Linked DNA regions of Gossypium hirsutum: all the other regions are linked to region 3. The links are chromatin contacts, called in public Hi-C maps. All regions are on one chromosome and are shown on one strand. The core of a region is the stretch at or near the end of the contact, and the rest is flanking DNA. Distances in the headings are between cores, read along the strand shown.

Evidence for each region. Hi-C and Micro-C count contacts between places; a contact is called where the count stands out from the background.
Region 1: a contact with region 3 is called in a Hi-C map of leaf, with 2.1 times the contacts expected there. The contact joins the promoter of LOC107919988 here to the promoter of LOC107918553 in region 3. A contact is called at or near these places in 4 of 34 Hi-C or Micro-C datasets (callus, leaf and seedling).
Region 2: a contact with region 3 is called in a Hi-C map of fibers, with 2.2 times the contacts expected there. The contact joins the enhancer-like site here to the promoter of LOC107918553 in region 3. A contact is called at or near these places in 3 of 34 Hi-C or Micro-C datasets (cotyledon, fibers and seedling).
Region 4: a Hi-C map of leaf shows a contact between it and region 3, with 2.9 times the contacts expected there. The contact joins the enhancer-like site here to the promoter of LOC107918553 in region 3. A contact is called at or near these places in 7 of 34 Hi-C or Micro-C datasets (hypocotyl, leaf and seedling).

The regions. Positions count from the first base shown.
Region 1 is chrD13:32,682,059-32,684,758 of Gossypium_hirsutum_v2.1, forward strand. It overlaps LOC107919988, which reads left to right and starts at 1,340. Exons shown (of 4, transcript XR_001690507.2): 1 at 1,340-2,355; 2 at 2,438-2,700.
Region 2 is chrD13:32,576,850-32,579,549 of Gossypium_hirsutum_v2.1, forward strand. It overlaps the pseudogene LOC107919587. Among protein-coding and RNA genes, the nearest start is that of LOC121225993, 16 kb to the left of the region's middle. Within about 2 kb of position 1,267, at least 2 of the 9 cell types and tissues checked have an H3K27ac peak or open chromatin away from gene starts, as enhancers often do. A contact at or near this core is called in fibers, where this site is marked.
Region 3 is chrD13:32,316,867-32,319,566 of Gossypium_hirsutum_v2.1, forward strand. LOC107918553 reads right to left here and starts at 1,393. Exons shown (of 5, transcript XM_016848131.2): 1 at 1,026-1,393; 2 at 868-917; 3 at 422-527; 4 at 270-328. The coding sequence starts at 1,127.
Region 4 is chrD13:32,596,168-32,598,867 of Gossypium_hirsutum_v2.1, forward strand. LOC107920708 (S-sulfo-L-cysteine synthase (O-acetyl-L-serine-dependent), chloroplastic) reads right to left here. Exons shown (of 13, transcript XR_001690736.2): 13 at 2,325-2,558. Among protein-coding and RNA genes, the nearest start is that of LOC107920708, 9.5 kb to the right of the region's middle. Within about 2 kb of position 1,449, at least 3 of the 9 cell types and tissues checked have an H3K27ac peak or open chromatin away from gene starts, as enhancers often do. A contact at or near this core is called in hypocotyl and leaf, where this site is marked.

The DNA.
Region 1 (2,700 bases), core at 90-2,589, 370 kb after region 3:
AGGAGAGAGACCCTTAACATATTTAAACATTTTTAAATTATATCATCTCTACTATTTTTTCCATATATCTAATCATTCCATTCTTCCAATGATTCCAAACTGATTTAGGTCTAGAACCAAATCCTTTTTCATATTAAATATCTATTTTACGAGGATGATGACCCTGTTTGACAATTGATTGATAATTCATTGTTGATTAAAGTGGTTGGTTTGACCAACTAATTATATTAATTGTTGATTTAAAAGTGTTTGATAAATTTTAGTTAATAACTAAAAGTTGATATGTGTAAAATGACAAATATGAGCATGTCATATTTTATTGTTAAATATTTATTTGTTTATAATACTTTAGTCTTTATTGGGTGAAATTATTGAAATAAAACACTATTATTAAGGAATTAAAAAATCCATTATGAAAATTAATTAGTAACTATTTTTGAAATTTTAAATAAACAAATTTCTTAAGTTCCTTATGTGCAAATATTAACCTTGTAGAAATTGATAAATATTAATAGTGTATTAATATAATTGTAAACTACATATTTAGTGATAATTATGTCACACTCTGAATAAATTTATCAAGTAGCATATTTCAATTAATATAAAGTTGCATAAGAAATCATTTTACACAAGTAAATTAAAAATAAATTAAGAGTACATAAATATTCAAGAAATAGATATATATCTCATTCCACATATCTTATTAGATTTGAGAGCATGTGACAAATGAAGTAATTTTTAAGCATGGTCAGATATATCATTTCACATATCTTATTCCCAATTCAATTAAAGGGTTCTACTATCCAATCTTCCATTTGTGCCCAAATCAACTAAAAGCGAATGCCCAAATAAACTAAAAACGACCTAAAACTCTGTTTACTAAATACCCAATAACTTTCAATTCTTATAAATGAAGATCGTTTGAATTATCAAAAAAAAAAAGAGCTTAAATTCGATGATGATGATGAATTTAATCAGAAGATGAGATTTCACTTTCACCGTAAAGAATCAATATGAGGCACCAAATGTAATAACATTTTTTAAAATACACTAGATGAATTTAAAAAAAAAAGATGAATTCGTGACCAATCTTTAATTATCTATTTTACAAGAATGATAATTTCCAGTTCTTCTAAATGAAATTGTTAGTATTATCACCAAAATCGCTTAGATTCGATGATGATGAATTCAATCAGAACAATACGAGGCGTAAAGTTTTTTTTATGTTGGCCATCTTTTTTATTAAAAAAAAGATGTTTAAAAAGAAATTAGTTCGCGTCATCCCAATGACTTCAAAGATATATATATATATTTGAAAAAACTCAGATTGGGCTAAAATAAAACTTAAAAGTTTACATAAGAGTTCAAAAGGAATGAAAAACCAACCCAGTACACAGCCTAGGCCCATCGATAAGAAAAAACAAATGCATTAATGAAAAAGAAACCTAATCACCTAGGAAATGAAAAAAAGGAAACAACTCTGCAATGCATTAATATTGCCGTTTCCTCTGCCCAATCAGACTCAATAGTCATAACTCGTCTTGTCCCTTCAATCTCAAATCACCTTCAAGACGTTTTGAAAAACCAAAAGCTTAGTATAGTTTCTCTGAAATCTGCTTTATTCCGGAACCATCTCTCCATTTCTTCCTTATTTGGCTTCAGTCTGGTTCTCTCACCCTGTCGATTTCTGCTTGAATTTCTGCAACTCCAGGGGCTCTTCCGACCAGGTAAACTCCTCTACTACTCTTCATCGCTTCAGATGCAAGATTATGCGCAAGGCCATTTGTAGATCTTGGGGTATGCTCAAACTTACATTCCTTAAAGTATACCGAAAGCTGATGGATATCATGAATAAACGCACTGACCAGTGATTTATCTGGGTTTTTTGTTTTACACTTCTTTATTATTGATAACGAATCACCTTCAATAATAACTCTGTCCCATTTCATATGTACGCCGATCTGGAGAGCTTTCCTACATGTGATTGCTTCCGCTCCAAAAGCTGATGGAACCCATTGATAAACCTCTGAACAAGATAAGAGAACTGAACCCTCTTCATTTCTGGCCACAACTCCGATAGCCGCTTTATTTTGTCCTCTTACAAAAGCTGCATCAAAATTGATTTTGATAAAACTGTCCGTTGGTTTTACCCATTTTTTTCCAGTTGTGGAGGACTGTCGGCTAGTTTTAGCAACTGAGTCTAACTCTGAAATGTAACTGCTAACAAATCTCCCTATTTCTTTTGCAGATTTACCTCCTTTGTTATGTAACCTGTTGTTCCTATCACCCCAAATGGCCCAGACTGCAACACAGAAAATCCGACGGTGGGATGCTGAGCACTGTGAAAAAACCCAGGTTAGCCACTGTTTAAACCCCATCTGGTTATCCTGCACGTAGCTAAGGAAAGATAACTCTCTCCACACTGATATTGTAACAGGGCACTCTCAAAAAAGATGTTCCATGGATTCAGATCCAGATCCGCACCGAGGGCACATTGCAGTACTCGTTAGCCTTCTAAATAGTAGATTGGCACGAGTAGCAAGGAAATTCCACGAGATCTTCCAAACTGTAATTTTAATTTTTGAGGGTAAATCAAGAAGCCAAAGTTTTCTGTAGAAATCCTTAGTCAAGTTGTAAAGCATAAGCTCTAGGATCATATGCAGTATTTTGTAATAGTTTATAGGAGCTACGTACTGTGAA
Region 2 (2,700 bases), core at 17-2,516, 260 kb after region 3:
AACTAAGTTGACTAAAGTGAGGAGAACTCATGAAAAGGGTTAAATAATCAATATATTGTGTGTATATATATAGTTGAAGCTATATAGCCGCTGAGGTGCGGGAGCCGTTGGGTTTTTTACCGTTGGGGTGGGGTAGCCGTTATGGAAAACGCTTATAGCTGGAAGCGTTTTCCTGTTAATTCGTTACCTAATTCGGTAAATTTTGAAAAAAAATCGATCTAATTCAGTGATTTTTGAAAAAAAATTGGATATTTTTACTCTTAAATAATATAATTATTTTTATAATTTTTTATTAACTGAGTTTATCACAGTGAGGATAACTCATGAAAAGGGTTAAATAATTAATATAGCGTGTATATATACAGTTGAAGCTATATAGCAAAAAAAAAGCAGTGAAAAGAGAAGCAAAGTGAAAACAGGCATGGGAAGATCTCCTTGTTGTGATAAAGTTGGCATCAAGAAAGGTCCATGGACCCCTGAGGAAGACATCCTTCTTGTTTCTTACGTCCAAGAACACGGACCTGGGAATTGGAGATTAGTGCCCACTAACACTGGTATTACCATTTTATTTCATCTTATGTGTTGAAGAATCTTAAACTTTGTCAGCTCAATAAAAAATGGGAGTTTCATACTTTTGGATGCTTAAATTTTAAAAGGGTTGCAGAGATGCAGCAAAAGTTGCAGGCTTCGATGGACAAACTATCTGAGACCAGGAATCAAGAGAGGGAACTTTACACCTCATGAAGAAGGGATGATTATTCATTTGCAAGCTTTATTGGGTAACAAGTAATCTTCAACCATCTTCTTCGTTTTCTTGTAGAAAAACACTTTCAATTCATTGGGTTAATCTCAGACTCAGATTATCTAATTCGGCAATTTTATTTTATTCTTCCACTTAGATGGGCAGCCATTGCTTCATATTTACCACAAAGAACAGATAATGATGTAAAGAACTACTGGAACACCCACTTGAAGAAGAAGCTAAAGAAGTTTCAGCCAGCTATGGAACTCCCCCAAATGGCTCAGGCTTGCTTGAATAAAACCCTAGCTACTGGTTCAAGTTCAACCATTGCTACATATGCTTCAAGCACTGAGATATTTCTCGTCTTCTTCAAGGTTGGATGAGAGCGTCACCAAATATTTGCAGTAATCAGAGTGCCATAATTCTCCAAACCCAGCCGAAAGATGAAAGTGGAGGTGGTGATTTGATGTCGAACGAACATTTTGAGTCCATTTTATGGTTTGAGAACATGAATAATGTTGCCTGGGAGAAATCCACTTGTGGTTCTACTACTTCAAAGGGTGGTTTTCAAGATTCTGGGAATGATGATCAGTTCAGTGTTGAAATTACCCAAGAAATGAAGCAAAAAACTGGGAATAATAGCAAATTTTATCCTTCATTTTCATCTCTTGAGAAATGGCTTTTGGATGACAGTTGTGCAGGTAAAGTTGAAGAGATGAATCAGTGGATGGAACTTTCCCCAATTTTCTAAGATTTTAATTCTTTATTTTTATTACTGTGGTAGATTTGGTTTTCACTCTATGCCGTATGGTTGTTTACATAGCAAATACTATCACCATTAATTATGATATATCAAATCACAAAATAATAATCATAATTTTTTATAGATTTAAATCATCGTAAAATAAGTTTTTATCTTCTCGTGAATGTAAACATATCAAATATTGTTATGATCAATTACGATAGGCTCAAAATTATAAAGACACATTAAATATTATTGCCATCAATTATAATAAATATTAACAACAAAAAAGCTCACAGCTATGAAATATTGATTGTATCATGAGTTTTATCACCCTAAACATGATTAAGGGGATGAATTGAATTCATATTTATACTTCAAAACCATTAAAAAATTGGTTTGTAAGCTTCATTCACTATAGAAAGCAGAAGAATCAATTTATTCTCTAATCTAACACTAATTTATTCAGTAATACAATAACTCTTTACCCAAATTTTTTTATCAAGTTATTATAATCATATAAAAAATCATTGCATTTAAGTAGATTGTAGGACACAACTTTGCAATACCTGCTAATCTAAGCGGTACCAAAGTTTAGTATTGATACTTTATATACCAAGCAATAAATTTTGAGCGACTGTAATGCCATACGCTCACTCTTCAACGACTTTACTCTTCACTCGGGATCGTATAAGCAAATTCTATTATTGATATTAATACCATAAAAATTTAGGTTGAGCATAATAATTTTGCAATAAATAAATTAGACGGCCTTATGGTCTTCAATAATTGAAATTTAAACTACAAAACTGGAAAAGAGACTATAGGCATATTAAATTCCTACTTTTGCTGCAAATTAAGTGTGTTTTATTATATATAAAAGCAGGAACTGGGTTAAAAAGTTTAATTCAATTTTCTTTTAACACCAACACTCCATCATGTTTCGTACATTAGGGGTGGAGAATATGTTAATTTCTTGAAGAAAACAATATGTGACTAATTATAGACAAGAATAAAAAGAATAAGCCAACTGATTAATTGGATGGGTGAAGTTGATTTTAGGTTAAGTTAATCTAGATTAAGTTAATTTAAGTTTTAAATTTTTTGAGTTATTTCAAGTTGGGTTACAAATTAAGGTCATTTTGAGTTTAAATTATATTTTGAGTTGAATTATTTTAAATTTTTCAAGTTAAATTATTTTATCTATAGTAATTTG
Region 3 (2,700 bases), core at 143-2,642:
AACAACCTGCGGTGCATAATGCATTCATTCTCCACGAGATTAAGATAGATAAAGAGATATAATTGTTATAGACCTAGCCTCAAATGCTGCTCCAAGAAACGATAAAGTCCAAATGAGGGGGTAAGAGTAATCGGAAAGATGTGATGCATCATGCATTCATGCTCCAAAGTCCATCACTCACATTCTAAGATATGTTGAATAAAAGCATGATTATTGCACAACATCAAACGGAAAAGACATGATGAATCCAAAAAACCTATGCAACTTACTTATACATACAGTACTTGAATTCTTGGCTCCTTATATAATCTTTCTCTCCTTCTTCGAGCTACAATATGAAAATCCAAAAAGAAGAAACCATTAAACCAGATGATATAAACAGATGCAGTAGAGCACCACAACAAGGAGGGATTTCACATACCGGATCACTTTCATATATAAGTTCGTAACAAGCAGGAGAAAGGCACTTTAAGGCACAATTCTCCTTTGCTATTGATGAAGACTTGCAGTGCCCACCCCACAGTCCACTGATTTCACCATAAAAAAGAATAAAATATAATATTACACCAAGAAAAAAAATCTTGAAATTAATACATTGTGTTAAGCATCAAAACCCAAAATTTCCTTATCCAATAATCTTTTTGACCAAAAATAAAAATGCTAGAGGAAGAATGAAAGTTGAATTGAGAAAATGGTATAAAAAACTGAAATAAATTCCACTGAAGTACCCAAGATTCAATCAAATATTAAGAACCCAGATTTGTTACAATTCAAATAAGAAAAAAGAAACCCTAATCGAAGACAAACAGTGAATATAAAAGAAAATTAAAGAAACCCAAACATAAAAGGAGAAATGGGAATACCCACCTGTCGATATCAGCATAACATTCACTCTTCTTTTTCTTAATCTCAGAATCCTGTGAAATACCGTTAAAACAACCCATTAGAAAAACAAATCCAATAAAAGAGTTTAAAATAAAAAACTGAAAAATAAATTTATAAAGATAGAAAAAGTCGGCATGTACTGTGATCGGATTTCGAGATTTGGCAAGGACTGACGTAAGGAAATATGAAGAAGGCAATAGAATTAACAATAAAAGAAGGTAACACAAATTAGTTTTGGACATTGATTTTTGTTTTTCTGTAGTTACACAAGCAGAGGAACTTGGAAGGTGATTCCTTTCGTGAACCGTCTCACCGGAGGGCTATTTAATATCGTTTGTGCCCATCCACGACGCCGAATCGGGTGGGGTTAGAAGACTTAAGTGAGATTGGATGGGTATTGCCTTTACTTAGTGTAAAAATAGTGGTGGCGATGAGATTAAATACTGTAGCGATACTGTAGCGTGAGATAAAAAGTAAGCTAAATACATTGCACCGCACCTAATCGCCTATCCAAACCCACTCTTAGGTGAGTTTAAATGGGCGGTGCATTTAGGTGACTTAAAATACATTTACCTGCGGTTAGTGTGCGGTTAGCGTAAAAACAACGATGGAAGTAAGATTAAATACTATAACTATACTGTAGTATAAAACTAACGATGAGAGTGAGATTAGATACTGTAGCTATACTGTAGCATGAGACAAAAAGTAAGCTAAATTCATGTATTTATTTTCATTGGGGTGTGTTTGAAATTTTCTTTTCTTGAGTTACCATATTTAATTTTATTATCATTATTTTTATATTAATCAAAAGTAAAAGTATTAAAAATACTAAATTAAATTAGTATTTTTCGTTACAGATTTTGAATCCATAATGAATAAAATATTAAGATGTGTTATAAACATTAATAAAAAATAAACTTAAAAATTTTAAAAAAAATTAGAATCATGCCATATAATGGATTTGAACCTAGATAAATGATTGGATAATTATTTGTTCAAGATATTTTGAATGTATTTTTTAGTAATTTTATTTTTATAATATAAAAAATAACAATATATATTTTAAAAATAAACTCTTGTATTTTATAATTTTTTGTTTTTACTTTTTTTTTATATTTTAAAATTTTTTTAAAATTTTATGATTTTATTTTTTATTTCAAGTGTATAATGAATTTGAATAAATGATTATCTCGATACAAATGAATTTGGACAATCTTTTATTTAGGTTCATTTTAAATATGTATTTCTCTAATAATTTTATATTTTTATAATATCAAAAATTATTTATAATATAAAATTATTTTTAAAATAAATCAATGTCTTAAAATAAATTCTATTTTTATTACTTAAATTATTTATAATCATTTTAAAATATAGAATTTATTTTAAATTTGTCAATAAAGTAAAAAAATATTTTTAAATTGTTTAATATTAGTTTTTAAAATCTGGAATAAAAATAAAATTTATTTAAAAATGATTTACTAATTAAGTAATAAAAACTAAATTTATTTTAAATCTGAAATTTATTTTTAAAACATTTTTTATTATTAACTTTTAAATTATAAAATGTGTATAAAATTACTAGAAAAATACACGTTCAAAATAAAAATGGACAAAAAGTTCTCCCGCTCCATTTATATCGAGAAAATCATTTGTTCATATTCATTGTGCACTTAAAATAAAAAAATCCTAAAATTTAATTAAAAATCTAAAAAATATAAAAACATAAAATTTTATAAAATATATTATATTTTTTTAAAAATATACTGTTATTTTTTAAATTATAAAAATAAAAATTATTAATAATATATTCAA
Region 4 (2,700 bases), core at 199-2,698, 280 kb after region 3:
AGATAATCAATAAGTCAATATTTGCTTTAATTTTGTTTTGCATGAAAAAATCGTTAAGAACAATATACAAAGAATATAATACAATTGATGGATATTTTATTAAACTAATTTGTTCGAAAAATACAAGTATACATAGACAAAAATGCACTAGATCCAATAGAGATAACACAAAATGAATTGCATGATAGTAACAAAAATGGGTCGCATGTATCATTATCCGCAATGAATGTGTTTTTTTTCACTAAGTACAAAAGATAATTTAAAAATTAATTACTTTTTTTGAATTATTATTTAATTTATTTTAATTTAAATAATTGAAGTTCGAAATGAGAGTTAAATTAATTAGTCATCATGGATTTATTGAATGAGGCAATTAAATACATTTCATCGTAGATTTTAATATGATAAAGTTGCCATGACTTTAACAAAATTAGAATTGACTTGAAAAAATAACTTAATTGATAAATTAATTTAGTTAAATTAATTAATTAACTAATATTTTGGATATAGAAAATATTTATTGGATTAGATATATTATAAGTTTTGGATAAATGTCTAAATAACACATATAATTATACCTAATACATGAAATGTCAAATTAGGTCTGGTATATGATAAGGGTGACAAACCCTAGTATTTCCTAAGGTGTGACGTCACTCCTAGTGTACTCTACTCCTAGTAGAGAACTCATATTTTCTATTAAAATATTATTATTTAATTAAACCTTATTCAAGCAAAATTCTTTTATTGTTTCACAGCATGAATTGTTTTAAGTTCTTTACACATATTTGAGAGTGTCGTTATTCTATAAGGAAGTAGTGGTAATTTTTTTAGAAAAAAATTTATTTTCCATGAAAGCTCATAGTTTCTAGTTCTATAAAAAGAATTAATTTTCATACTAAAATAAGAAAAGTTTTTATTCTGGGCACTTGATTTGTTTTATGCCTAAAAATATTGTTTTCTAAATTAATTTTTCCAACAATGATATCTTGTTAAAGTGATCATTCTATCAACGCAACATCACTTATCCATACCAGTTGTTGGGACGGGGTGTTGAGATGAAATAAAATATCCCTAGATGATTGTGTTGTGATAGGTAGTATATTTTGATGGTGGGAGTTGTAGATTATATATATACATCTATATTATATATAAAGAGAGAGGAAACTAAAGAGAGATGCTCTCAAATGAAGAAAAGTTTGTGCCGATCTTGAGGTGTTAAGTTTTGAGATATGATGTTCGAGGGGGTGAACCTATCTATTTAATATTGCTTTTCGTGGCTAGTAGACTTGTCAATTTGTGTAAGTTGTTAGCCTCATAATAGGATCTAAAGAGTTGTATTCTTTAAGGTTCATGCACCTTTTCAATTCATTGAGGGGTGCATGTGACTCTCACCTGCTCCTGATTTTATACACTTAGAGGACCTTTTAATTGTCAAAGTTAGGCTCCTCATGCCCAAAGATGGGAATCTACGCCAAAATAGTGGACTTGGGCTAGTTAGATAAGTGGGGTCTTGTTGAGCCTGACTTAACAACTATGTCAAACTCTCACCATTTTCACATGGTATGAGAATTTCAATGTCTATTGTATCAAATGTAACATTCCATACCCAGTTCAGCAGCTTAACCTAACAACCCTATCATCAATCTTATAATTAATACATGCTCAACACAATTAAAACTTAATGGAATATAGTTCAGACATACAACATAGGATATTTATAATCCAAGTCCAACCAAGCCTTAAAATGGCATTTGAGCCAAATTAGGCAACTTGTGACCCTAAGTACTAATACTAGGATTGTGGTTACTAATACTAGCCTTGAAATATTATCATAGTGAACTTCGATGTTTTGGAGTTCCAACATTCCAAGGGATGTAGCAATACATGACCCCCTTTATATCGATATTTTTCCTCAAAGTTCTGATACTTAGTATAAGGTATCAATACCTCTAACTAAAATTATAAATTCCCCCTCCCAAAAAAGAAAAAATAAATAAATAAATTGCACTACTACCAAACCCATTACACATTTCTAACGTACCTAAGATGCTCTCATAACACAACCAACATATTTGGCATACACAAATACGTTCATAACCTACTTTAAACATGTTAAGAGCACTTCATACACAAGATTTAGCTGCTCAAGTAAAATTTGCTAAGAGGCTAAAAATATTGGCATGAATAAACAATTCTCACAATTCAAGCGTAATACAAATAACATGCTTCTAACTTAATACATCGTCTTTCGAACAAAATCGTCTAGTGTGCAAAAATTAGCGTGTCAAGTAATCCAGCTTACAATATTCAATCTAAACCAAATAAATTATCCAATTCCAAAAACATATTCCATAAATGAACCAATATGTCAATGGGCCAATGGGGTCAAACATTAAACACGATTATGAGTAAAATAGCTAAATAGTAACGTTGGTCCTAGGTACAAGTCTTTGTTTCAATTCAAAGACAAATTGGAAATTAAGTCTTTAAAAACTAAATTGTACGAAAATGCTCGAACGTGCTGCTTCCAAGATATCCTTTCATGCAACCTTGGACTAGCGCACGAAAACAAATATTTCAAAACGGTGAGCGAAAACGCTCAATTGTGATTCACCAAGCTCTAAAAAAATTTTCATATACATTAGCTAACATTAACGGCATACCAAGACATACGTTCACAATTTAAACAATGTATAT